2 separate regions of the Sus scrofa genome follow, and region 2 is linked to region 1. A link is a contact called in public HiChIP or PLAC-seq data. All regions are on one chromosome and are shown on one strand. The core of a region is the stretch at or near the end of the contact, and the rest is flanking DNA. Distances in the headings are between cores, read along the strand shown.

Region 1 (7,375 bases), core at 2,630-5,129:
GGTTCCTAGTCGGATTCATTTCCACTGTGCCACGATAGGAACTCCATAATTTTTTTAAAAATTTAAAAAAAGGGCTCCAACACTCAAAGTTTCATATACATTAAATATAGTTGTCAAAAGGACTGAATGTTGGTTTACTGGCTCAAGAGTCGGGGATCACCAAACATCTCAGCCAACAGAGGCACCTGAAAAAATACAAGTTCCAGATCTCATCCCACCTTCACTGAATCAAAATTTGAAGGAGGATTTGCAAATGTGCAACGTTAACAAGCACCCCAAGTGGTGATGCCCACTGTGAACTTACAGACCTTTTTAAAGGATAAGATGTTAAAAGAAATATAGCAGTTAGGGTAGTTGAGGGAAGAACTGAAAGAGATCCTAAGATCTACTGCTAAAGTTGCCTCACTACTGTTTTAAATTTCACTCAAATCCTACTCAACTCTTTCACATAAGGCACTGAAAACAGGGCAGAAGGAATTACTCTGTGGCTTTAGGGAAATCCACCAAGTCTGCTTTCCTGCCTTCTGCCCACCTGGATTTCAGAATGAGGAATGCCAGCCTTCCCTCCTCTGATTATCTATTTCACCACTACTCACCTCGATGCCTCCCCACACCCATGCATTCACCTGCTACCAATCTAAAGACCACTAGGAAGAACAAATGCAATCATACCAACACTATAAAGCACATGATGAGGCTTTATTCTCCACTTTTCATCTTTGGTCCATCTAGTAGGCATCAAGAAATCGCCATTACTTTGGGTAGGCTGATAAAGTGAAGGCAAGTGCTTGAAAAAGATGAATGATTTGATTGCTTGCTCTTAAAAGTTTGGGGCTCTAAGCCTAACATTTCACAGGACAAAACTGACTCAGTTTTTTTTGTTGTTGTTGTTGTTTTGTTTTTGTCTTTGTAGGGCTGCACCCCACGGTATTTGGAGGTTCCCAGGCTAGGGGTCTAATCAGACCTACAGATGCCGGCCTACACCACAACCACAGCAACACGAGAACTGAGCTGTGTCTGTGACCTACACCACAGCTCACGGCAACATTGGATCCTTAACTCACTGAGTGAGGCCAGGGATTGAACCTGCAACCTCATGGTTCATAGTTGGATTTGTTTCCGCTGTACCACAACAGAAATTCCATGACTCAGTTTTGTTGAACCCAATTTCAGACTAGGATTTATGTAAGAGGTGTTCAGCAGTGGTGTAGGTCTACTGTAAAGGAATCATGAGTATCAATTTAAATGTCATGAAAAAGTCTAGAAATAATCTAAAAACACTTTTGGATTGATTTACTCAGTTACCAAACATCCTAGCTCAGAGGAACAAATCTCAATGGTACAAGCAGCAACTAAGGTTGGTAAAGTCACTCTGGCATTAAGACTCCAAAAGTTGGAGTTCCCGTCGTGGTGCAGTGGTTAACGAATCCAACTAGGAACCATGAGGTTGCGGGTTCGATCCCTGCCCTTGCTCAGTGGGTTAAGGATCCGGCATTGTTGTGAGCTGTGGTGTAGGTCGAAGATGCGGCTCGGATCCGGAGTTGCTGTGGCTCTGGTGTAGACCGGCAGCTGTAGCTCTAATTTGACCCCTAGCCTGGGAACCTCCATATGCTGCAGGAGTGGCCCTAGAAAAGGCAAAAAGACAAAAAAAAAATAAATAAATAAATAAAAAGAATCCAGAAGTTAACTGATGGCCCTACTCTAATTCCCAACCTAAATCACCTATGAAAAGACAGTATTTACAGCACAAAGCTAAGACACCCACATGTAATTCTAAAGCCACTGCCTGGTAGAAATTCATTCAAATAAACAAGAAGTCAAATAATTTAAGGCTCTGAAGAGGTGGTCTCTCCAACTCAAATGTTGATTAAATTACCTGACGGGGGTAGGGTGGAATGACAAAACAATGACTGGCATTTGCGTCTGCTAGTGAGATTAAAAAAATTTCTCAGAAAAAGTGAAACCACACCTAACCCTGAGAATTAAAGTGGGCAGAGGTCAGTTTTCTGGGGTTAAAAGACTATTTTTGCCTTCTAAAGCCTACCTTAATAGCAAAAGTAAAACTGAGTACCAATTAAGCCACAGGATAATCTGCAAAGCTCAGGCAGGAGCTGGCAATGCTGACAAAGTGAAAGGCTTTTTGATATCCTGGCTATACTGCTTAGATCTCAGGAAATTTCCACTCCTCAGACTATTGGGCTTTGTTAATTTTAAGGGTCAAAAGCCTTCTAGTGGCTTCCAATATACAGGTTTCTGGAATCCTTAGGTGCATCTTTAACAGGAAAGTAAACAAAACAATAATGACACTATAATTAGGTAACCTGGTCAACCCAAAAGCTTTCGGAGTTTCTCCAGAGGCTTAGGAGACAAAATAAATTCAAATCTAAATTCTAAAAGCTTTTTCAAACTCACCCTAGGGTTAGACAATCTGGTCTGGGTTAGCAGCTCTGGAATGAGCTAATTATAGTGTCCTGTATTCTGCCAAAACACTATCTAGAACTTGCTTCATTTCCCAAGAGGCTTCCTTACCCTGTTCTCTGGCAGTGGGAGAACTACTGTCAAATAAGACATGTATCTCCCAAATGATCAGCCTCCACTCTGCTGCTGAGTGCCTGAAAGAACCCCAGTGTAAATCCTATAGGCCTCACCTTGTCTGCCAGCCATGCAAGATAACACACAGTAAGCCAACACCATTCTAAAGTTTTCCTTTCCTTCCCTTCAGGTGCTGGCAGCTTTAATCTGTCTGCAAAAGAGAAAGTATAAGTTCTTTGCAGGAGTCAAGGTCACTTGTGGAACTGTCCCTCCTTGGATTAGAAGGCTGGGACTCCCCTCAGCACAGCAGTTTCTCTGTTTAAAGGGTCAAGTTACCCAGCGACAAAAGTAATTTTGGCAATATGAAATTGAAAGCACCATTACCTGCAACAATACTCCTATGGTCCCAGGGGTAGCAAAAGTCAAGTAAAAGACCCCACAGAATAAGAAGAACCTCTCCTAGGTAGAGCGAACTAATAACAAAACCTGAGTGAGTAAGTAGGAGGACCAGTCATGTAACCTTGGAATTACTATCTTCTGCCCTGGATCTTCACTTAGCCTGCAGTTTGGGCAAATAACTTTTCCGGTTCTTTCTCCAATCATATGTGATAATCATGAAGAAGGTTTTACACAGGCGCTCCACCCACCCAAGCTCCTCCTACATAAAAAGTACAAGAGTTCCAAGGACAAAGAGGACCCAGGGTCGCATTCCTCTAGCAAGGACTGCTACGGCTTGATCACTAAAGTAACTGGGTGGAAAAATGCAAGCAGGCAGTTCAGAAACTGACAAGGCCCTTTCTACAAAGCAGAAGCCGAAATTAGCTACTGCTCCAGCTTTGGTCCAGGGATAGAGTGAGCACACTTGCTCACCCCTGCCGCTTGTCTTACCGCGGCCACTTGTCTTACCCCGCCCCCTCCTCCAAACAGGCTCTTTTCCTAACTCCAATGGAACACAACACCTATGTTCTGCATTAGCGGCTCCTTTTTCCAAGGCCAAGCATCCGCCCGCACCCCCGACCCCGCCGCTCCAGACATGCGAGGTGACAGTAGGGTCCGGCCTCCCCACCCACCCAAGACCGCAAGCCGGGCGAGTAGCACTCCTTTCACCCCAGGGGCCGGAAGGCCAGCGAAGCACATGGCCCTGGGAGCTCCAGGCAGGGCTGGCGGCCAGCCAAGCGCAGGGTGCCTTTAAGACGCGCTGGAGTGCGTCTGGGTAGGGGAGGGAGACCCCGGAGCTTGAGGGCCTGCAGTCTCCTCAGCCCCACCCCAGGACGGCGCGCTCCCTCCCTTAGTTACTCACCTTGGCTCCGAAGAGCCGGGCGGCCGCAGTGAGTAAGGCCATGGCAGGCGAATTCGGAGATCTGGCGGGGAGGGAAGGAGGGAAGAGAAATGCGGCAGGAACGGGAGCTGCCGCCGCCGCTGCCCCAGAAGCCGCGCTGGCTTGGGGGGGGGACAAGGTTGAAAGGAGGCTGCTGAGGGAAAGGGTAGACGAGCCGGCGGCGGCGCCCAGCCCGGGGTCCTCAAGGAAGCCCCGCCTACCGCCCGGAACCCGCTCCCGCCCCCTCTCAAGGGCTTGCTCCGGGCTCGGCCATTGGTCCGGCCTGCGTGGGGGGCGGGCCCTAAGCCGTTGACAGCAGTTGTGATGGGGAGGATTGGACCGTCCGAGGTAGGCTAATTAAGGGTGTAAGGGCGGGGGGAAGCGTATAGGTGGCTAAGTATGTGCCTGAGACCCCAGTTAACTTCCTTCTTAGGCTTTCTCCTTAACCCTTATCCACAGTTGGGGTTAATTCTGAGATGGCTTTTAGTGAAAAAGCGCTAAGGACTTCGATTTTTAAAGGTCCTCGGAAGTCAACCCCTTAATACACTATCAATGCAAGTGGTCCTACTTCTTTGGCATGCTATCTTGAACAGTGTCTTTGGTCAATGACTTAATGGCCATAGAGGTGATACAATGTGGACAGAGGCAGTGATGTTAGAGTTAGCTACTTGGTGGAGGTCATTTGAGGCAAGCGGAAGCCATGGCATTGTAGATACCAACAGACCCCAGAATGTGGAGAAGGAAAGCTGAGGTAGGTCCCTGAATATCCAGTGGTTTTTGCGGACTCTCAGTTTTGTGTCTAGTGCCAAGAAATCCAAATCTTACTAGGCCCCCTTAATATGAAGGCTTCCGGTGCAGGTCAGGCCCTCTGGGTACAGATCATTAGTTTCAGTGCCACTCCAGTCACATAACCCCACACAGCCAGTCCACCCCACATCTATCTAGCTGAAAGATGAGCTTGGAGTTCCCACTGTAGCTCAGTGGGTTAAGAACCTGACATAGTGTCCATGAGGATGCAGGTTTATCCCCGGCTCGCTCAGTGGGTTAAGGATCTGGCACTGCCTCAAGCTGTGGGGAAGTTCACAGATGAGAGAAGCTCAGATCCAACATTGCTGTGGCCAGCAGCTGCAGTTCTGATTCCACCCCTAGCCCAGGAACTTCCATAACCCACAGGTGTGACTATAAAAAAAAAAGTTGAGGCGTCAAAAACCAACCCGCAACAAAAATCACCTCACCCCCCCCCCTTTGGCCAAGGCCTGCAGCCTGATTTCCTGGGCCAGGGATGAACACGTGCCACAGCAGTGACAAACTGGATCTTTATTCTGCTGTGCCACAATGGAACTTCATCACCTCCCTTTTTGTCACATCACTGCTGTCACTCCCATAGGACCTCCGGACCTTTACACCTATTTGGCTGTCTTCTATACACTTTTTATCATGCTCCCCAGAGACCGTTATAAATGAACCATAGCACTAAAATGACCTTTCATTATCTTTTTCTTCCTCTGCTTTTTAGAGCTACACCCGAGGCATACGGAGGTTTCCAGGTCTGTGGTTGAATCAAAGCTAGAGCCGCCAGCCTATGCCACAGCCACATGACACGGGATCCCAGCCACATATGTGACCTATACCACAGTTCAGGGCAATGCCAGATCCTTAATCCACTGAGCAAGGCTAGGGATTGAATCCACAACTTCATGGTTTCTAGTCAGATTCTTTTCCACTGCGCCACGATGGAAACTGCTTTCATATCATTCTTAACTAATTCCTCTCGGTAGACAAGAACTTAGGACCTTTCTACCTCCCCAGGCCTTTCATTGTCATTGACCTGAGGGCAGGGGGGAACTGACCCAAGGACTAAGGCACTTTATCTACAAACCCCAGCCCCAAGTGAACAGTTCTTTTATCTCCTCACACAGCAGTATCAAAGTTCAGAGGTCTCAGTACCATCTAAGCCAGGTTTAGATAGACCCAGTTTATAAAGAACCTCGTTTATAGCTTGGACTTGGAAAAAAGAGAAAGAATGCCATTTTCTCTTCCCAAGTTTCCTGGTACTCAGCGTTACACCTACCAACCAATGCACCTCTGGCTTGGAGGTGAGGTAGGTCTTAGCAAAGAACTTCATAAAGAAGAGCCCAGCAGTGCCTCAGAGGACTGACCTCAGCTATCAATTCGGTGACTTCAAAGCTCCACTGATCAATATCTGCTCCCAATTTAGCATCTCACAGAAGTTTTCCTCCTAACTCTGGAAGAGTCTGACCTGGTTTCTTCTCTCTGGTTAATTATCCACAGAGACTAGCCAGCATACTAGAGGACTGAACGCCAGTGCTCCAAGAGAACAGGAGGCATTCTCAGGATGAGGCTACCAAAGGGATAATTATTGAGTGACCATAAGGGTAACTTAGTTTGGAGCGCTGGCATTTGGAGGAAGGGTGGGGAACCATAATGTTTACAGTGTCCTGAAGCCTGTGTCATGAGGACTTTATGATTTGTTTTGAAGTTGTTCAGTCCTGATATCCACTGCTATAAGGCCAATGGGAAAGACCAGGGAGTTCAAAAGGACTAAATGGTATCTCCCAGGAGCTGGCTTAGAGTCTTTCCTTGACCATGACTGGGACCTGGGGAGGTCAGGGGGAAAGTTAAGGGAGAAGGATTAGCATGAATAAAGCAGCCAAATTAGCCCTAGGTCTAAATACAACTAAGTGCCTGAGAACTGGAGCGAGCAAAGGGGAGAGGGCTGAGGATTGAGGTCATCTTGACCTTGAAATGACCTCTTAAAAATGGACAGAGGCAATGGTGCCCCCTGGTGGCCAAGGATAAACAGGAGAATGCAGCCTAAACTTAAACTCGCATCAGTAAACCAAATTCCTTTATTTAAAGGGTAATAACTAAAAGGCATTGAATATTTACTATTTCCAGATACTAGGTAAATGTGGTACACACATTACGTGAGTTAATCCTCACAACTCTAAGGAAGGTAGGTAACAGTAATATCTCTACAGAGGAGGAAACCAAGGTTTAAAGTATCCTGCTCAGGGAGTTCCCCGTGTGGCTCAGCCAATAAGGAACCCAACAAGTAAGTATCCATGAGGATGAAGGTTCGATCCCTGGCCTTGCTCAGAGGATTAAGGATCCAGCATTGCTGTGAGCTGTGGTGTAGGTCACAGACAAGGCTCAGATCCTGAGTTGCTATGGCTGTGGCACAGGACGGTGGCTGCAGCTCTGATTCAACCCCTAGCCTAGGAAACTCCATATGCCGCAGGTGCAGCCCCAAAAAGCCAAAAAAAAAAAAGTGTCCTGCTCAGGACTGTAGCTTGTAATTGGCATTGCTTGAATTCAGACCTAGGTTGGCCTCAGTCCAGAAATTGTGTTTTAACTTCTTTTTTTTTTAGGGCTGAACCCGTGGCATATGGAGGTTCCAAGGCTAGGGGTCTATTCGGAGCTGTAGCCGTCCAGCCTACACCACAGCCACAGCAAAGTAGGATCCAAGCTGCATCTGGACCTATACCACAACTCACAGCAATG
Region 2 (7,375 bases), core at 2,114-4,613, 87 kb after region 1:
TTTTTCTAATAATACTATTCTACTACTTCTATTATCTTACAGAAATTTTTTTTTTTCTTTTTAAGACTGCACCTGCGGCGTATGGATGTTCCTGGGTCGAATCGGAGCTGCAGCTGCCAGTCTAGGCCACAGCCACAGCAACGAGGGATCCGAACCGCATCTGTGACCTGAGCAACACCCATCTTTAACCCGCTGAGCGAGGCCAGGGATCAAACCCCCATCCTCACTGGACACTATGTCAGGTTCTTAACTCGCTGGGCCACAACGAGCACTCCACAGAACTGTTTTTAGAAAAGTACTTTATATGTCAATTATATTCCAATAAAGCTAGGAGACAGAAAGAAAAGTACTGATCTACAAAAGCCTGGAGTAAAAAACCCTACTTGTAACCTTCACCAAGAAAGTTTGAGAAGCACTGATATTAAACTGAATGCTGAGCACAAAAGAATCCTCAAAAACTTCATTTCCTCTCTACCCCTCTTGGACTCTAGAGTCAGTCACTAAGTGCTTACGAAGAGCCTTCCTGGCAAAAGATAGTGCAGTGGCTAAAACCCACCTAAGAAAGAAGAAATAATATAAAAGACAAGTCAGTACAAGCTCTAGTTAAGTGATATTGAAAAAAAAAAATTCTGAAAAACTAGGGTTCTTTTTAGGTGAAAGTGGCCAAGGAGGTTTTTGTCAGAGGAAGTGTGATGAGAACTGGATCTCTGAGGGCTGCACAGGATTCAGGCAGCTGGGAGGAGGGGGGTACTTTAGGCAGAGAATTGCCAGAGCAAAAGCGGAGAGGAAGCCACTATGAACAGAGGAGCCTTAACAGGAAAGCAATGGAAAAAGAGGGTTGGAACTGGCTTTATGGAAGAACTTGGTGTTTGCCTATCAATTCAAGGATTTAGAAGACAAACCTGGGACTAATAAACAGTATGATCAAACTGGGGTGGCACAAGCTGGAGCACAGATCCCATCACTGTACTACTACATGTCACCCTCTCTGAGGTCTCAATCTCTTTCCCTCTCACTGAGTTCACTCTACAAAAGATCCAAACCTCAGATAAATGCAGCCCTTTGCCTTCTAGACTCTCAGATTCAAATCTAGACTCAGATTTGCAAGAGGAAACCCAACAACTCTGCCCAAATGGTGCTTCCTCCTGATTTTTCCAGAAGCTACCTCTCTTTTGTGTCTACTTTGTGCCATAAACAGACTTCCATCATGGCATTTACAGCTCATGTTGTGCAAAATACCAAGCAGACTGTTTAAAATGTCTGTGTCCCTCCACACTAGACTTCGATTCCCTGAAGGCAGGAATGTTTATTATTTGCCTTTGAATTTTCAGAGCCTAGTGACTGAATCAGAATTTACAGGGAGTGGAGCTTGGACAAGAGTGTTTTGACAATGCTCTCTGGGTGATTTTTAACTCAATCCCTATTAACTGCACTAAGATTTTATTTTATTTTATTTTATTTTTTTATTTTTTTGGGGGGGGGGTCTTTTTGCCATTTCTTGGGCCACTCCCGTGGCATATGGAGGTTCCCAGGCTAGGGGTCTAATCGGAGCTGTAGCCGCCAGCCTACGCCGAGCCACAGCAACGCGGGATCCGAGCCGCATCTGCGACCTACACAACTCACGGCAACGCGGGATCATTAACCCACTGAGCAAGGGCAGGGACCAAACCCGCAACCTCATGGTTCCTAGTCGGATTCGTTAACCACTGCGCCACGACACGAACTCCTGCACTAAGATTTTAACTCTTGGAGATCTGAGATCAGGAATCACTGTAACCAGCACAACATTAAATGTTCAATTAATGCTTTCTAAGCTGGAGGAGACTGGTCTCCAAGTTAAGGGAGGAATGGTTAGGGCTGGAGATTTGGAGACACCAGGATGTAAGATGATATGTCAAGCTGTAAAGCAGCGAGAGTTTTGGGTGAGAGGAGTAAGGAAGCCAGGGCAGACTTTGTCATCCCGTAACTGCAGAGGACTCATTTACATGCGTTCTTCCTCCCAGTTCCAGTTCCTAACAGAACTCTGTTCTATTCATTTCTCTCCACCCGTGAGCACAGTGCACACACAGTTCATGGTGGGAGCTCAGTAACCTTTTGGCTGTATAAGTGCCACTGATAATAGAGAGGTAAAATACATCAGGGACACAAAGAAAAAAGTGATTACTTTGGCCTAGGATGTCTGGAAATAGAGGTTTTCAGAGGTACAATTCAGCTCAATCCTGAAAATGAAGTTCATTTGGCAGAAGGAGCAGCAGGAGCAGCAGGAGCATAGGTACTGAGGCATGAAAGAGCACAATTTTCTGAGGGCTGTGAGTATAAAGGGCATGAGACAGGAAAACATAGAAAAAAAAATGAGCTGAGAGGATCAGGGCCAGACTGCCAAAGACCCTGGACACCCACTAAGGATTTAAACCTGACTGTGGGTGGCCAGAGAGGAGTTTTAAATTTAATTTGAAATGTCCAGATTGACTTTTATAAAGGTAATTATGTAATGGCAGCACAAGGGCCGAGTAAAGAACTGAGTGGCTTCAGGGATGGAACTTAATGGCTGATGGGCCAGCGAGGGAAAGGAGGGAAGGGAATGAGAAATTCATTTCATAAAAACTCAAGATTTAAGTCAAGCGACCAGTGAATTCTGGCTCCAAGCTGCCCACCTGGCTTTTTTTCCAGGTCTTAACTGGACAAGGAGTTCCAAAGTGGAAATGCCCGGGAAGCTCCTGTCTTACTTCAGGGGTTCCAAGCCCCTTCGCATCACAGCCCCACCCCGCGTGAGGGCAAAGCAGTGCTGAGTGGCACGAGGAGAATAAGGGGCCATCCCAGGTAAGTTGGAAACAGTGCTGCACCTACCTAGAACGCCGGGTGGGGAATTGCGCGTGCGCACCTAAAGCGCGCGTCCCGCCCCCTGCTTTTAAACTGGGTGGCAAGAAAGGGAACTCCGCTCCTCCCAGGAGTGCCCCCACGGCTCGAAGGGACGCAAGCTGCTTAGAGCCCTCTCGCCCACACCGTCACTCACCCGCTCCCCGCCGGTCTTCAAGATCCCCGCGGAACCAGAGCCCCTCACGCGCAGGGCAGTACGTTTCCCGCCACCCGGGAGCGCCAGACCAGCCCCCCGCCTACGTAGGGAGGGGGCGGGGCGAACAGGACTGGTCCATGTGACCCCGAGCGGGCGGGGGGGGTGAATGTTGGTGATGAATTAAGAAAAAGGGAAGCGAGTACAAGTAATGTTTTATCTGAGTCGGTCCCTTAAATTGAGCCAAAACTCACAGCGCAGTGGATTTCCTGCTGAATGAAAATAATTGGGATCTAAGTCCGAGGAGAGGTGAATGTGCAGACATTCTTCCCCTTCTCCTAGTCAAGTGGATTATTCCAAAGTCTTACCCACGATTAGTTAGAAAAGGTAGGCTTTATTTGTGAGGAATTGGAGAGTTGAGCTAGGCGGGAAAGTGGTCTTTTGCTGGGCTGGGGTGTCTGTCTTACTACAGGTATAGGTTTAAAGCTTGCGAAGCATGCAGGAGGCTTCAAAATGGAAGAGGTTAACATAAGTACTCATCATTAGGATCATTAGGTCAGGGTCTCCTCTGGCCCCTGTTGAGATGAGTATTTTCCCATCAACAGAAGATAGGGATCAAACGGTGTCTCTTGAATTATTAAGAGTTGGATAGAAAGAATCAATTTCTGGGACATGTGTAGAGTTAGAAGAGATTTGCTGAAGATGAGAAGGACAGATGAGAGAAAAGTGAAAGGACAAACACAGAAAAGGAAAATAAAGACGACTTTAGAACTGGTGATAAAAGCGGAAAGATGCCATTTGAAGAGTGTTTTGGTCTGCTGTAAATTAAAACTCTTGAGGGTCAAATTCTCTCCCACCACTTCCCCCTACCTCTGCCTTTGCTCCAGGCATCAGATTTCCTGTTTTGGCCTAAGGGAGCTCTTCTGGGCTTAAATATCATCTGCCTGGAGGCCACACAGGGAGGATAGCTACTTAATTTTTCCAGATTCTAGGTTCACCCACCCTTTATTCAGCTGGGGAGCTCAATGGCCCAGGGCCTCCAAGAGATCCATCCTGCCAGAATGAAAACAAAACCCAGCCAAGTGGTGTAGACAGGTTGATGTGGATTTACAGAACAATTCAAACTCCAGTGTTCGCTTTTCTCAGAGCTACTTCCCCACCCAAGTCCCTGGGGCAAGCATCCCTGAGATAAGTAAGCTACACTCTCCTGTTAACTTCTCCAAAACTTTTTGGTACAACTGCATCCTGATCTGGGGTGGACACCTCCATTTCCTCTCCAACTTTCAGCTGCTTCTCCCAACCCTTGGAATGCCTCAGTCTCCTGCACTTCTCTCTCCACCTGCCTCCTCTAAGGAGTAACTAACTGCTTCCCTGCTCCCTCAGAAACCCAGAGCCATACACTTGACTGGCACTATGGTAAAGGCCGTAAGGTCTTGGTGTCCTGTACTTACCACACCAGGTTGGGAGAGGAAGGTGTAGGATGACACCTCTTTTCCCTTCCCTACCTCTCACGCCATGCCCCCAAACTCAGACATAGCCATGTTCACTCACAGTCATACAAACAACCATGCACGCACAGCGGCGAAGAGAGGTGGGATGGGGAGGAAGGGAAGTTTGCACCAACCAGCTCATGAATGCAACTTGAAAGATTTCACACGGCAAAAGGCAAAAAAACACACACACATAAATTTAAAAATAAAGAAGTACATGCCCCTCCCACAGTCTCTTTCTTCATCCAGGCCCCTCCATGTAAACCCAGAAGATTCCTACTCCTTCTGATCCAGCTGGAGCTTTTACAGTGCCTGGGTCTTCAGTTCAACAGGTTCCCCTGTGCCCTCTGGTTGTCCATTGGAGTCACTGGGCCTGGCACCCTTGAGAATAGACAGTCTCTCAGAAACACTCTTGAGCCGGGGGAAGAGGAGAAAGTCGTAAAGGAGACTGCCCAGGCCCGCGCCAATGATTGGGCCCACCCAGTACACCTGTTAGAAGAGGAAAGGGATAATCAGTTTTGGGGAGGCAACCCAAGAGCAAGGCTGCTCTTTTTCCAATCTCACTGCTGAAAAACAAACATCCTGCACTTGGCACATACAATTGGGCACTATTTAAGCAGAAATCAGTGTCTGTTTATTTGTGGTTTTTTGGGTTTTTTTGGGGGGGGGCACACCCACAAACCCGAGTGCAGTTGCAGTGGCAAAGCCGGATCCTTAACCCACTGAGCGAGGCCAGGGATGGAAACTGCAACCTCATGGTTACTAGTCGAATTCGTTTACACTGTGCCACAAAGGGAACTCCAAAAGTTTCTTTTTAATTGTGGTAAGATACACATAACATAAAATTTACCATCTTGGGAGTTCCCGTCGTGGCTCAGTGAAAATGAATCTGACTAGTATCATGAGGACATGGGTTCGATCTCTGGCCTCACTCAGGGGGTTAAGGGTCTGGCATTGCCGTGAGCTGTGGTGTAAGTCGAAGATGCAGCTCGGATCTGGCATTGCTGTGGCTGTGGTGCAGGCCAGCTGCTACAGTTCCGATTGGACCCCTAGCCTTGGAACCCTCCATATGCCGTGGGTGAGGCCCTAAAAAAGACTACATTTTGTTTATCTATTAATTTGTAAGGATTGGATTGTTTCCTCCTTTTGGCTGTTGTGAATAATGGTGCCATGAAAATGGATATACAATTTTGAATTTTTTTGTTGTTGTTGTCTTTTCTAGGTCCGCTCCCGTGGCATATGAAGGTTCCCAGGCTAGGGGTCAAATCGGAGCTGTAGGCACTGGCCTGTGCCAGAGCCACAGCAACTTGGGATCCCAGCCACGTCTGTGACCTGCATCACAGCTCACCGCAGTGCAGGATCCTTAATCCACTGAGCAAGGCCAGGGATCAAACCTGCAACCTCATGGTTCCTAGTCGGATTCGTTAACCACTGAGCCACGACAGGAACTCCTGAAAAATTTTTTGAGTTATTTTCATATGTTTGGCTGGCATATGGCCAAACGACACAAAAATGGACAGTTTTTTTTTTGTTTTGTTTTGTTTTTTGGCCATGACTGTGGCTTATGGAAGTTCTGGGCCTGGAGTTGAACCCATGCCGCAGCAGCAAGCCAAGCTGCTGTGGTGACAACTCAATATCCTTAACCTGATGTGCCAAAAGAAAACTCCAAAAATAGCCAATTTTTATTGAAGACGTTTAGGGGGCTGGGGGGGGAGGTTGTCTTTTTTTTTTTTTTTTTTTTTAGGGCCAAACCTGCAGCATATGAAAATTCCCAGGCTAGGGATTGAATTGGAGCTATAGCTGCTAGTTTACGAGACAGCCACAGGAACAGAGAACTGAGCTGTTTCTGTGACCTACACCACAGTTCACAGCAACATCGGATCCTTTAATCCACTGAGGTCAATCCAGGGGTTGAACCTGGGTCCTCATAGATACTAGTCAAGTTCATTACCACTGAGCCACAACTGGAACTTCTATTGAGGCCTCATTCCATATCAGATTCTGTGCTAAATATTTCATGCGTAAAAGTTTCATACTTATTTGTCAGAACATCCCATTTTATAGTTAAGGAAACCAAGTTGCAGAATGATTGAGTTTGTTTGCCATGGTCACACACAAGGCTAGTAAAGTGCTAGAACTGGGATGAGGCTCAGGCCCATTTGTGCTCATACATACCCTGATCTCTGAGAGTAGAAGTTTCCTTCCTTTTCAGTAGTTTGTCCTCATGTCCCCTGGTTATTTTACTGGAGTTTTTGTCTGTTTTTTTGTTTTGTTTTGTTTTGTTTGCTTTTTAGGGCCATACTCTTGGCATACGGAGGTTCCCAGGCTAGGGGTCCAGTTGGAGCTACAGCTGTTCACCAACACCACAGCCACAGCAATGCCAGAGCTGAGCCTTGTCTGCAAACTATATCTCAGCTCACAGTAATGCCAGATCTTTAACCTACTGAGCAAGGCCAGGGATTGAACCCACAACCTCATGGTTTCCAGTTGGATTCATTTCCACTGTGCCACGATGGGAACTCCTGTTTTTGTTTTGTTTTGTTTGTTTTGTTTTTTTGGCTACACACTTGGCATGTGAAAGTCCCTGGGCCAAGGATCGAACTTGCACCACAGCAGTGAGCATTCCAGATCTTTGAACCACTGAGCCACTAGGGAACTCCAATAGCCCCCAGTTTTGGAATCCAGTGGATACTTAGTAAAAATCTCTGACTAACTAATATGAACAAAAACCTCTCTTTCTAGCAAAATAATGAATCTTGCTCACACAGGCAAGAAAACGCGGTGACAGCCCCCTTGGCTGACAGCTGGTACAGCACTCAACACATCCAGATGGAAAGCAGGAACCAAATCTGGAACCTGCAGTCCACACCCATCC

Evidence for each region. HiChIP or PLAC-seq counts read pairs in DNA pulled down with a chosen protein or histone mark.
Region 2: an H3K27ac HiChIP or PLAC-seq map of alveolar macrophages shows a contact between it and region 1. The contact joins the enhancer-like site here to the promoter of CS in region 1. A contact is called at or near these places in 3 of 47 Hi-C or Micro-C datasets (blood, retroperitoneal adipose tissue and subcutaneous adipose tissue) and 1 of 2 datasets of contacts at active chromatin or transcription factors (alveolar macrophages).

Annotation. Positions count from the first base shown.
Region 1 is chr5:21,696,684-21,704,058 of Sscrofa11.1, forward strand. It overlaps CS (citrate synthase), which reads right to left and starts at 3,880. Exons shown (of 11, transcript NM_214276.1): 1 at 3,833-3,880. The coding sequence starts at 3,874.
Region 2 is chr5:21,784,433-21,791,807 of Sscrofa11.1, forward strand. MIP (lens fiber major intrinsic protein) reads right to left here. Exons shown (of 6, transcript XM_021092895.1): 6 at 4,608-4,989. The coding sequence ends at 4,804. Among named protein-coding and RNA genes, the nearest start is that of SPRYD4, 16 kb to the right of the region's middle. Within about 2 kb of position 3,364, at least 62 of the 83 cell types and tissues checked have an H3K27ac peak or open chromatin away from gene starts, as enhancers often do. A contact at or near this core is called in alveolar macrophages, retroperitoneal adipose tissue and subcutaneous adipose tissue, where this site is marked.